Linked DNA regions of Mus musculus: all the other regions are linked to region 2. Evidence: chromatin contacts called from public HiChIP or PLAC-seq and Micro-C data. All regions are on one chromosome and are shown on one strand. Each heading gives the region's core, a stretch centred on a gene start, on an enhancer-like site or on the middle of the called end of the contact. The rest is flanking DNA. Distances are from core to core; before and after follow the strand shown. Region 1 holds the start of Slc12a3 (solute carrier family 12, member 3). Region 2 holds the start of Rspry1 (ring finger and SPRY domain containing 1). Region 3 overlaps Nup93 (nucleoporin 93).

Region 1 (3,143 bases), core at 511-3,010, 270 kb after region 2:
GGCTGTACCATGGTATGCGATGGGAGAGGAGGGATTGTCGATGTGTATGTTAGTGCTGCCCTCTAGTGGCCATGTGGGGAATTTCTTCTAATAACCCCCTAGCAGGCATTGATCCAAGAACTCTCACACCTAACAACTATTTTAATGCTCAGTTTTACGGGTGAGGAAACTGAGGCAGGAGTAGCTAAGTAACTTTCCTAAGGCTACAACACTAGTGAGTAGCTAAGCAGAGATCTTCTTAGGATTGGGTCTTGGCCAAGAGCGCCCAAGAACTGTGGGAAGCCAAATACAATTAATTGGAGGCCACTGCTGATGGGGAAACTGAGGCCCAAACTGAGCTCCAGGTCTAAACTGCTCACTAGGGCCTGAGAGTCAAAGCTGAGGCTGAATGGGGCTCTACCCCCACCCTGTCTAGACATCAAGCTCCGGGCCACAGCCACTCACCATCACCCCCTTGACCCAGCCGAAGCGAACAGGTTCTCCAGGGCTCTTCTCACTGTTGGTGCCTGTCTCATCTTCCACAAGTCCATCAGTCAGCTCACGACCTTGCCGTCCATCAAAGGCCAGGGCATGCAGGTGGCTACCTTCCTGCTGGGGGCCCAGAGACCAATAGGAGTCAGGCAATGGGGGTTAGGGGCTGGGTGTCTGTATTCAGTCTTGCCTGCCCCACTTTGCCACACAGGCAGCCCTTGGACAGCTTCCTGGGTACAATGCTACTCGAAGCTTGGAGAAACACCAGAGAGAGCAAGCAAGCTGAGCATTCAGAATGCTTCTGCTCCGGGAGGCTCCTCCCCTCTAGGGCAGAGGGCTGGAGTCTGACAAGCCTGCAGTCTGAGAAGTGACACGGGATGGGAGGTGAAGCAGTATGTCACACGCCACACACCAGGTCTCTGACACAGAGAGTCTTGAACCCAGGCCTGGACTCCAGCATGGTCATCTTCTATTTCGTATTCCTACCAACCGCAGCCTACTCTGGGACCTTCATCCCAGTACCTATCTCAGCATCCCTATTCAAACAAGGGGTCTTGTTTGGTCCCTTCAGAGGGAAGCTTTGAAACACGGAAGAGTGTTAGAGGTTAGAACATCCAACTGTTGGTGAAACCGTGAGGTGACAGGGATTGGACCCTCCAGCCTCCCAGACAGCGAAGCCGATGAGCTAATATTTGAGAGGGCTCACCATGCTCCCTCCCTCCCTCTCACAGTCTCTCCCAGCGGTGTGCAACCTGCATTTGTATAAGCAGCAGGCTATGCTATCATTGTGCTGCCGGTGCCTGGACAATATGTATTACTTGTGCCCCCAAGCTTCATGGCACCTCTGTCCACTATTCATTTGGGTGTCTTGACCCTAGAGGAAGATGCCCAGTCATTTTCACAACACGAATGACAGAACATGTTGGGCAATCATGCCAACGTTACCCAGCCAGGAAGCGGCCAGTCTTTGAACTTCTGCTTACCTTGAGGAATGAATGCAGGTCAGCCAGGGTGGGCCGCACCTTCCGGGGCTCACCGGGCAGAGCGCTGTTAGCATAGTGTTCGTAGGCCGGCACCACGTCTATGGTGTTGTAACCGAAGGTGCGCATGTATAAGGTGCTGCCGTGTGTTAAGTGGCTGGGCTGGCTGCTGTCACAGGCAGCTGGTGGGGGCTCATCGCCTCCCATCAGTGTGCTGATGGTGAAGCGCCCACTGCACAGAGCATCGCCAGGCAGCTCTGTCACGGGGAGCTCTGCCATTATGGCTCTGGGTATCAAAGGAGGGGACAAGAGTGGGCAAGGGCACTGAGGGTGGCTTTATAGGCTGGGAGGAGGCGGGAGCTTGGTCCAGACCGCCCATGGCAAGTGAGCAGGGTCTCTGCCAGGGTGGGGGGCGGAGCCATAGCAACTGCTGTCCTGCCCCCATTTATCTGATCATTGACACAGGGGCCAATTTGGAGCAGGAGGGCTGGGCTAGAGCCAGGGCCACATCCCTGAGTCCTGCAGTAGCCCTTCTAAGCCTAGGGTAGCAGAGGTTCTGCAGCTAGGACCCAGGAAGCAGCAGACATGAGAGAGGACCCAGAGAAGGCCTGCTGCAAGGTGCCTACCTACACTGCAGGTTAACAGTCCTCGTGTTGGGCACAATGTATTTCTTTCATTTTATTTACTAGTTTGAATGGATGTCATCTTAGGACATGCATATAAAAAAAAAGGAAGTCTGCCTTCCGATCTCCATCCCTCACAGTCTCAGCGTCTTTCCTGATACATTTCAATATACATAAGCCATTGTGATTAGTGGCCTCAAGCCAGACCTGCAGCCACCTCTTGACTGACAAACCTTGAGAGCTTGGTGCTGGCCACTGGCCTCTAGGGTAAACAGGCACAGTGCAGCCTGACCTACACATTCACAGGCTGGCCTACGGGGCTGTAGTTTGGAGCCCAGAGCAACTGGTCTTTCCCTCCCTGGAGCCATGCATTGTTCCCATGAAGTAGGAGATCTGGTCAGCAAAGGCTCCTAAGCCATTGCAGGGGCATTGCCCTGGGGTATGAAAGACACTCTGGGTCTTGATGATGAACTAGTGGATGTTGGATGTGTCCTAAGAAAGCAATGGACTTGTAGCTGTGAGGGGTCCCAGAGTCAGCCCTTACATTAATGGCCCCACCCATAACTATCTTTCCCTAAGAGGCTGGGCGTTCAGTAATCCATGGCTGTGGGGCACAAAAGCCTGGCATCCTGCCCTGTCTCTGGAACCACCCAGTGTTTCCCTGAATCATCTGAGGCTTAGGGCTACCCTAAAGCCCGCTCCCTCTGCCCTCCCAGACACATGTCCTGAATTTGCTCTCAGTTACTTCCCAGTGAGGTGACCCAGCCCCTTACAAGAATAGGAGACGACGGTACATGCTTCTTGCTGCTTTATTGACTATAACAAAGATTTGGAATCGACCTTGACAATCAACAAATGAATGGGTAAAAAAAACTATGTATATGTATAAACCATGTATACATAAGTTATATAAGTATAAATTATATATATGCATGCTACTTGGCTATCAAGTTAAAATGTTTTCGGGAAAATGGACAGTCTCAGTATGAATATTAGGTGAGATCATACAACTTCAGAAATAAACCACACACTCTCCCTCCTGTGGAATCTAGCCAAAAATATATGTATG
Region 2 (3,479 bases), core at 740-3,239:
ACAAAAACCCTAGTTCAAAACAACAACAACAAAAACCCACAAGGAAATCCCTAAAATTTTGGGACATCAGCTCTAACAATGCAACTCTAACAAGTGCCACTAACCTAAAGTTATTGAAGTGTCACATACTGACAGAGGTAACTATTTTAATACTGTAGTCTTGTAATGACAGGGGTCTACACAGCAAGTTATCGTCTCAAGAAATGCAGACTCTACATAAAATGAAAACTGAAAAGTGCCTTGTAAGCTATTACTCTGGAGGTACCACAAGGCAGAATTCATGGAAAGAAAAACAAAACAAAACTACAGGCTCATTTACAAATTACAAGTGGTGAGGGATGCTGCCTAGTCTTCACTACCTGTAGCCATTCAAAGGCCAAAGAACAGATACAAGAAAAAGTGAGCCTACAATATTTAGAACAAACTACTTAAAAGAAAAACTACTCAAAGGAAATGCTAATTCCTCCCAGCACTATTAGAAGTGGAAAGTAAATTAAAACTCTCTAAACAAAAGCTGGAAACCTCTTCATGTCTAGGAAGCAGGCAGGGTTTAGACTAACATTTCACTCAGTGATACATGGTTCTCAGAGCTCTATAGGTAATCAAGACCAGTATTTATGCTAGTCTCTTACATCAACAATTTTCCAGATTAGAAAACACATTGTTCCTCAACAACAATACATTACACTACCTTACTTCCACACACACAGCGTTGATTATTTTACAGAAGAAACTCTAAGATGTCAAGTCACTTCAACTAAGGAAGGACAAGCAGATGGGTTAAGTGAGGAGCCTGGGAGACTGCACGACTCTACTCAGACGGTAACAGACACTGCCAACTTTAAAAAAGTTCAAAGTACATCACTCCAGGGGACGAAACCTTACTCGGACATCTGCGCAAGACAGAATCTCAAGAGTTTCAGCCCAGTAGCTCTAACTAGGTCTCCCTCTGTAAGAACAGGGAAAGTGAGGCAGACAGCGGGCCCGGCAGGAAGTAATGCCAAATTTGGAGGCTCGCTTGGGGGTGCTGCTGGTGGGATGACTCCCCTGTCCCACTCTGGCGCGAAGGCCAGAGGCAGCAGAATCCTTACTCTGGGACACCTAGTCAGACTCCAGAGTGAGGGAAGAACCCCGACTATCCCCGTTTCCGCTTACCATCCCGATCTAGGGCTTTCCAACGGAAAGGACTGCCCTCCCCAAGGGTTTTTTACTTAATATTTAGCTCAGGCCTGGAGAGTAGGAGAATCCGCTAGGTCTGGCTCCCGCCTCCAGCCTCTCTCTAAGGCGAAGAACTCTCCCCAGCCTCGCTTCACGTCGAACTCTCCACCCCAAGGCAACACCAGACCATCCCAGGGGAAGTCGGCTTCCCACTGCAACGCAAAACTCCCCAGAAGGAATCCCTGCCCACGACGTGCGCCCCTCGGCCCCTTCGGTTCCGAGGAGCCCGAACGAGGGTCTCTCCGCGTCCGGAGCCTCCCCAGGAGGTACCTGCTTCTCACCTTAGCCAGTCTCCTCGGGAGGGTGACCCCAGGACCTCCTTCAGTCAAGATCCCCTAAAGGGGAACACCCTCTTCCAGGAACCGCTTTCAGGCGCCTCCAGCGCGGGCCTCGGAGGAGAGTGTGCCGGCTGCTTCCCAGGCTCTGACCAACGCCACCCTCTCCAAGACCCCTGCCCGGAGACGGCCACGGCCCCAGTCCAGTCTCTCCGACCCAGGCTTCAGCGGCTGTCCCCTTCCTTCACAGGCGTCGCTAGCCCTCAAGCTCCCTCCCCGGCCACGTCCCCAAGGGGCTTCCCAGAGCAGCGCGGTCGGGCTGTGGCACTGACTTGCACTAGCTCCTGGGCCCACCGGAGGGAGGGGACAGCGACAGCGGCGCGACTCCTTTGTGACAGGTCCAAGAGAGCGGTAAAGATGGACGCGGGGACACGGCACTGCCATTACGCGCAGGGGCCCACCCCCGCTTCACACCGCCCGGGCCCTCCCTCAGTCCCCTAGGAAACGCCCCTTCCTCAGTGGCAAGCCCTCTCTCTCAGACAGCCAATCATCAGTCAAGATTTGTGTCACGTGATCTCGCGGGTCGGCCCGCCAGCCTGGAATGAACCAGCTAATCCCCTTGCCGAAGGGCGAACGACCCAATCAGATCGCTCCATACGGTCTTGGAGCACCGGATTTCCACGAGGCGCTCGGGGAGGGAGAGAGCTGTTGATTGGACTATGCCGCCGGAAGCGGGGTGGAAATGTGTTGTGGCTGTAAGGAACAGGAAGCCCCGAAGGGTCAAAAGGAATACAATAGCGAAGTGTGTTTTCTTCCTTTAAGCCGTCGTTCTTTTCTTGGTTTCTTTTCTAGTTTTTTAAGAGCGAGAGTGGCCTTGGCGGCGACGGTTTACGGTAGGCGCCGCGGAGGTGAGGGCGGCTCGCCTCCCGCGCTCTCGTAGGTGAGTGCGGCCTGGGTCCGCGCCGGGAGGCGAAACCAGGCTTCTCGGCCGTGGAGAGGGTGAACTCCAAGCCAGAGTTAGGATTAGAGCCCAGGTTTGTCTCCAGCCCGCGGTCCTTTCTAGTGCGGTGTCCTGAGTCGCCCGGCTTGGGAGTTTGCGGTGCCCACTCCGGAGCGGAGCCGCGGGAGTCTGCGGGACGGCGTGGCGGTCGTGGTGGGAGGTTCCGACTCTTTCTTACGCGCCCGAGCTGCCGGGCCCCTTGTCTTCTTTCAGCACTTTGCGGTTAGCTGGAGCCATCAGGCCTAAAGTGAGCTGCTGCCTCGGTTCCATTCGGAGCAGCTCCTCGCTCCTTAGAAAACGTGGAATGCCGACTTGAGCATCGTTGAATCCCGAAGTGTGTAGTTGCAGGATGGGTACATAATAAATTTCCCCGTTGCAGCGCCTCGCTCATTCTCTTCTAGTAGGAAACAAGGCTGTGTGCTTATTTTATTAGAACACAACCGGTCGTTGAAATGTCTTCTTTGAGAGTTGGTGCCCTTGGAATGCCAGTCCACGCAGAGGGAAAGGGAGAACTATTGGTCATGGAAATGGCTTCTTGGGGGAACACAAGGTCTGTGGCCCTTGGTTTTAAAATGCAAACCCTGTGCTGCACCCTTGGGTCAGTCTGATTGTTTAAGTCTAGAGTGGACCCCACAAAGTCTAATATGAACCTCTGTAGGATTTGCAGCGACTTGTCAACCTGTGTAGCAAGTTTCGTTGGTTAAGTGAATTGATTTATTGAAGTGTCCCCAGAGACATCATAAAAATGGTTTGGAGGAGCTCCGTGTAGTGGCTTGTACCTGTAATCCTAGGACCACGAGGCTGTGTGTGGGTGTGGGGGACTGTCAGTTGGAGACAGGCCTGGCTTCCTTAGCAAGACTGCCAGAAAACAAAGCAGAGTATAAACTACCAAGCAAAATGGTTTGGCGGGTACTGCTTCTGAGATATTTGAAAGGAATCTGTAGAACTTTCTATGACAGAAGGAGCTGAGTTGAAATAAAGGCAGC
Region 3 (3,486 bases), core at 778-3,277, 300 kb after region 2:
TGGGCCTCCACACCCCCTTATTCACACGGGCTCACCTTCCAAATAGTAGACCTGTACCCCAATCTTTGGCTCAGTTGGGTGCTAATGCTGCCTCTACCCCAGTGGTGATCAAACCCTGGGCTCTGTGTATGCTGGGCAGGCAGATGCTCCACTTCTGAGCTCATCTTCAGCCCTAAACCTACTTTAAACTATCTAAGCAAATCAGAGGCTTAGGATCTGAGATAACTTCCTAAAGTGGCAGTATTAGCCCTTGAGTATTGGCTTCCCACAGGAACCACTGCAGTGAGTGTCACATTTCTTCTATACATGTGCATATATACAAACTGGGTTTGAACATGAACGTGTGTCCAATTACATAAGCACAACCAACTGCTGCTTACCAGTCCCTTAGTTTAGGAACGCTTCTTGAGGCAGTGGTCATTATCTCAATGCTAACTTCAGACTGATGAAATTCTAGCTCTAACTTGAGTCATAAGGCATACAGCAAATAGCATACACATCCACATGACTGAACAAAGAATATTTGTATTTAACAAAGTAACTAACACAAAAAGACTCATTTTATTTCAGTTATTATTTAGTTAGTTTTCTGGAGACAAAACATCTTGAACTCACAACCTGATGTCTCAGATTCCTGTCTGCTGGGATTACAGGCACACACCAACACTCTTGGACAAAAAGTTATGTTTTATGAAGCAATCAGTCTTAACCTAGAGTCTGTTCCATGCAGTCCTCCACTGACAGGAAACTCACTAAATGCAGTCTATATCTGCAGCAAAGCACAGTGCTCATGGTACCTTCTATCCTTGCTGTTCATGTACTCCTGGAACCAAGTTTTAAATTCCCCAAGCTGGTGCTGGGCTCGACTGACGACTTGTGATGCGGCAAGCAGGTCTCCACAGCGCATGCAGTAATAAATTAATGCCCAGACAGGATGGCCTTCTACCTCTCCATCCTACAAGACAAAGGCACAGTCAAACAAAAGCTAACAAACACTTTGTGATGTGAGACACCCAGCTAAGGTACGCAGTTCCCACCATAACCCCATGGGCTAAGAGCCACTGATTGTATCCTATTCCCTGTGTTTCGAAAACACATTGAGTTGTCCAGGGAAAACTGGGAGTGGCAGTGTGCGATGGATCTGGAGGTACTGTGATGCCAACAGAGCCCACCTATGCTTTTTCTCCTAGCCAGCAACAATGGGATCACCTTCTTTGATTTTGACAAAATAAAGGCTAAAGATGTCACTGACTAATGAGAGCAATTCATCCACTTGAGCTTATAAAACTGAACATGACTTATCCCTCCAAATGTTTAACTGTCTGGATATCAAGAGCTGCGAGGTGACTGTCTCCCACTCCCAACGATGTGACCACCCACCCACTTTTCGCTTGTCCGTGGAGCAGGCCTGGCCTTGTACTGTTCGTTGTCAGTTCTTTCGGAACTCTTGGCACTCCCCGCCCTTCTGTAGCAGAAGCTTCATCTTGGCATCACGTGCCCTCTTCAACACGGTTAAGCTATGCAAGGCCACATGCTCAGCTTTGGGACTCAATGCCTTCCTTTACCAGCTAACCCAAAGCTTGCTAAGCCCTGCCACATGCCCTACCACTCCAGATACTCTGCTTTCTCTCTTGTTTGTCCACACTGTTCTCCCCGCCTGGAACAGCCTTCCAGAGGCCCACTGAGGGTGAGCCCCTGCTCTTTAAGAGTTAAGTTTGACCTTTTATGAAGCTAGCATCTTTAGGCACAAAGCTCCAGCTTAGCTTGTACATTCTATCAGACACTGTAAAATAACCCCCACCTGCAAGACAAGCAGGCAGAGGGACTAAATCACACTCAATGCCACTCTTTCAGCTGGTTTGCTTTAAACTTCTGACATATTCCTCACTTCGTGTCTTACACCCACATGTAAGTGTCTGAGAGAGCACTTAAAGCTTAACTTTGAAAACTCATCTGAGACATGGTGTTGGCACATCTCCTGCCTCTACTCAGGATTTTTGCATGACTGGTTTTGAAAGGGCCCCCAGGAAACAGCACGACCCAGCCTCTTTACCACACAGAACTCCCTTCAACTAAGAATGCCTAAGATCAACTAGTGGCTCTGGAATGTGTCTGGCCCTGCAGAGGTACCTGAAGTCCTGGTGAAGGAGCTGGCAGTTTAATGTTTAGGAAACTCCGAACCAGCTGGTAAGTCCCAGGCACACCGCCCAGCTGTGCCTGATGCAGATTTCCGAAGACAGTCACAAGGGTGTAATTCTTATAACTAGAAACATTTTTAAAAGAAAAAAAATGGTCAAGGTTGACAACATGTACTACACACATCCATCTCCATGTTCAGAACACATGACTCTGAGTTCTACAGGCAAGGGCTGACTTTAAATTTCATACAGAAAAGGAAACACCTATGCAATGAAGCAAATTCCACTCTTATCATTGTATAGATTTTTACTACAGGTACCCCAGATAATTCCTAGGAATACAGCTGAGGATTTCCAATACTTCAAGAGTGGAGCCTACTGCTCTAATGGGTTTGCTTTTGAAAAACAAAACTTATTTTAAAGAATTCGAAATCAATTCCATGAAAAGTCAGAATTGTCCAGTGAATTCCATCCTACCCTTTACCTAGATTACCAGGTTCTAACATCTGTACGCATTTCCTAGCTCTACCCTTCCTATCCCACACCCAAACATACATAGGAACAGGATTCTGTTTATTCCCAGAAGCATTTACAAATGTTGTTAAAAGGTAAGTATGTTACCTGACCTACCAACATTTCAGCCATGTACCTCCTAAGAGCCAGGATATTTTCCTACCTAACCCAAATGCCATTATGACACCCAGAAATTGAGTATTAACAAACTACTATCTAAAGCACAAGCCACTGTCAAGTTTTTAATAATGGATTTGACCTGATTCCTATGCTCATATTCACAATTCACCCGTCCCCAGTTCTGTTTGTTTGAGACAGGGTCTTACTCTGTGGTCCTAGCAGTTCTGAAACTGAAGGTGTGGGGGGAAGGGGACGGGGATACTTTGTATTTATAGTGATCCTTCTGCCTCAGCTTCCCAAGTGCTAGAACTACAGACATGAACTATAGCACCCAATAGATTGTTTTCCTTCTAAATCCCAGACTCAACTTATAAAATCCAAGGCTCTTTGCTTAACTGGCACCCACTTTCATTCCTCTTTAGTCCAGGGAGTTCTCCCACCTTCTGTCTTTCCTGATACCCACCTCTTTAGACAACCAAGAAAAGTTGTCTGACAGAATGCCTCACAAGCTACATCATTTCTATGTGACTAGGCTCAGACTTAAGATTTTGTAACCCAGTAACTAAGTCTTTGTACACAATGACAGTTTTACAATGAGAGTCTGCCACTGGCAGCTACTATATCTCTTGGCTACCAAGCACTGACCAGATCTTTCTAACAGTGCACTATAACATAAGACTCTTCTCTTAGTACTCAAGAAAAAACCTGTGTCTGT

The links. A called contact is a pair of places that touch in the nucleus more often than the background predicts. HiChIP or PLAC-seq counts read pairs in DNA pulled down with a chosen protein or histone mark.
Region 1: a Micro-C map of the HL-1 cell line shows a contact between it and region 2, with 4 times the contacts expected there. The contact joins the promoter of Slc12a3 here to the promoter of Rspry1 in region 2. A contact is called at or near these places in 14 of 39 promoter capture datasets (the C10 cell line, the HPC-7 cell line, HPC-7-derived erythroid cells and 11 more), 2 of 15 datasets of contacts at CTCF or cohesin (large pre-B cells and pro-B cells), 20 of 484 Hi-C or Micro-C datasets (the 3T3-L1 cell line, the 63-12 cell line, the AML12 cell line and 14 more), 26 of 115 datasets of contacts at active chromatin or transcription factors (DN3 thymocytes, the NIH/3T3 cell line, the SCID.adh cell line and 16 more) and 4 of 9 other capture datasets (adipose tissue, embryonic stem cells, liver and 1 more).
Region 3: an H3K4me3 HiChIP or PLAC-seq map of the 230-238 cell line shows a contact between it and region 2, with 6 times the contacts expected there. The contact joins the enhancer-like site here to the promoter of Rspry1 in region 2. A contact is called at or near these places in 1 of 39 promoter capture datasets (macrophages), 8 of 115 datasets of contacts at active chromatin or transcription factors (the 230-238 cell line, bone marrow-derived dendritic cells, bone marrow-derived macrophages and 3 more) and 2 of 9 other capture datasets (adipose tissue and liver).

What each region holds. Positions count from the first base shown.
Region 1 is chr8:94,327,825-94,330,967 of GRCm38.p6, reverse strand. Slc12a3 (solute carrier family 12, member 3) reads right to left here and starts at 1,760. Exons shown (of 25, transcript NM_001205311.1): 1 at 1,455-1,760; 2 at 445-591. The coding sequence starts at 1,730. It also overlaps a transcript of Nup93 not described here.
Region 2 is chr8:94,600,451-94,603,929 of GRCm38.p6, reverse strand. It overlaps Rspry1 (ring finger and SPRY domain containing 1), which reads right to left and starts at 1,989. Exons shown (of 15, transcript NM_026274.4): 1 at 1,500-1,989. Psme3ip1 (proteasome activator subunit 3 interacting protein 1) reads left to right here and starts at 2,204. Exons shown (of 8, transcript NM_028221.4): 1 at 2,204-2,433. LOC115486880 reads left to right here and starts at 1,039. Exons shown (of 2, transcript XM_030243886.1): 1 at 1,039-1,117; 2 at 1,285-2,314. The coding sequence starts at 1,039. The coding sequence ends at 1,994.
Region 3 is chr8:94,299,537-94,303,022 of GRCm38.p6, reverse strand. Nup93 (nucleoporin 93) reads right to left here. Exons shown (of 22, transcript NM_001357266.1): 9 at 2,131-2,263; 10 at 798-955. Among named protein-coding and RNA genes, the nearest start is that of Mir138-2, 23 kb to the left of the region's middle. Within about 2 kb of position 2,027, at least 13 of the 459 cell types and tissues checked have an H3K27ac peak or open chromatin away from gene starts, as enhancers often do. A contact at or near this core is called in the 230-238 cell line and pro-B cells, where this site is marked.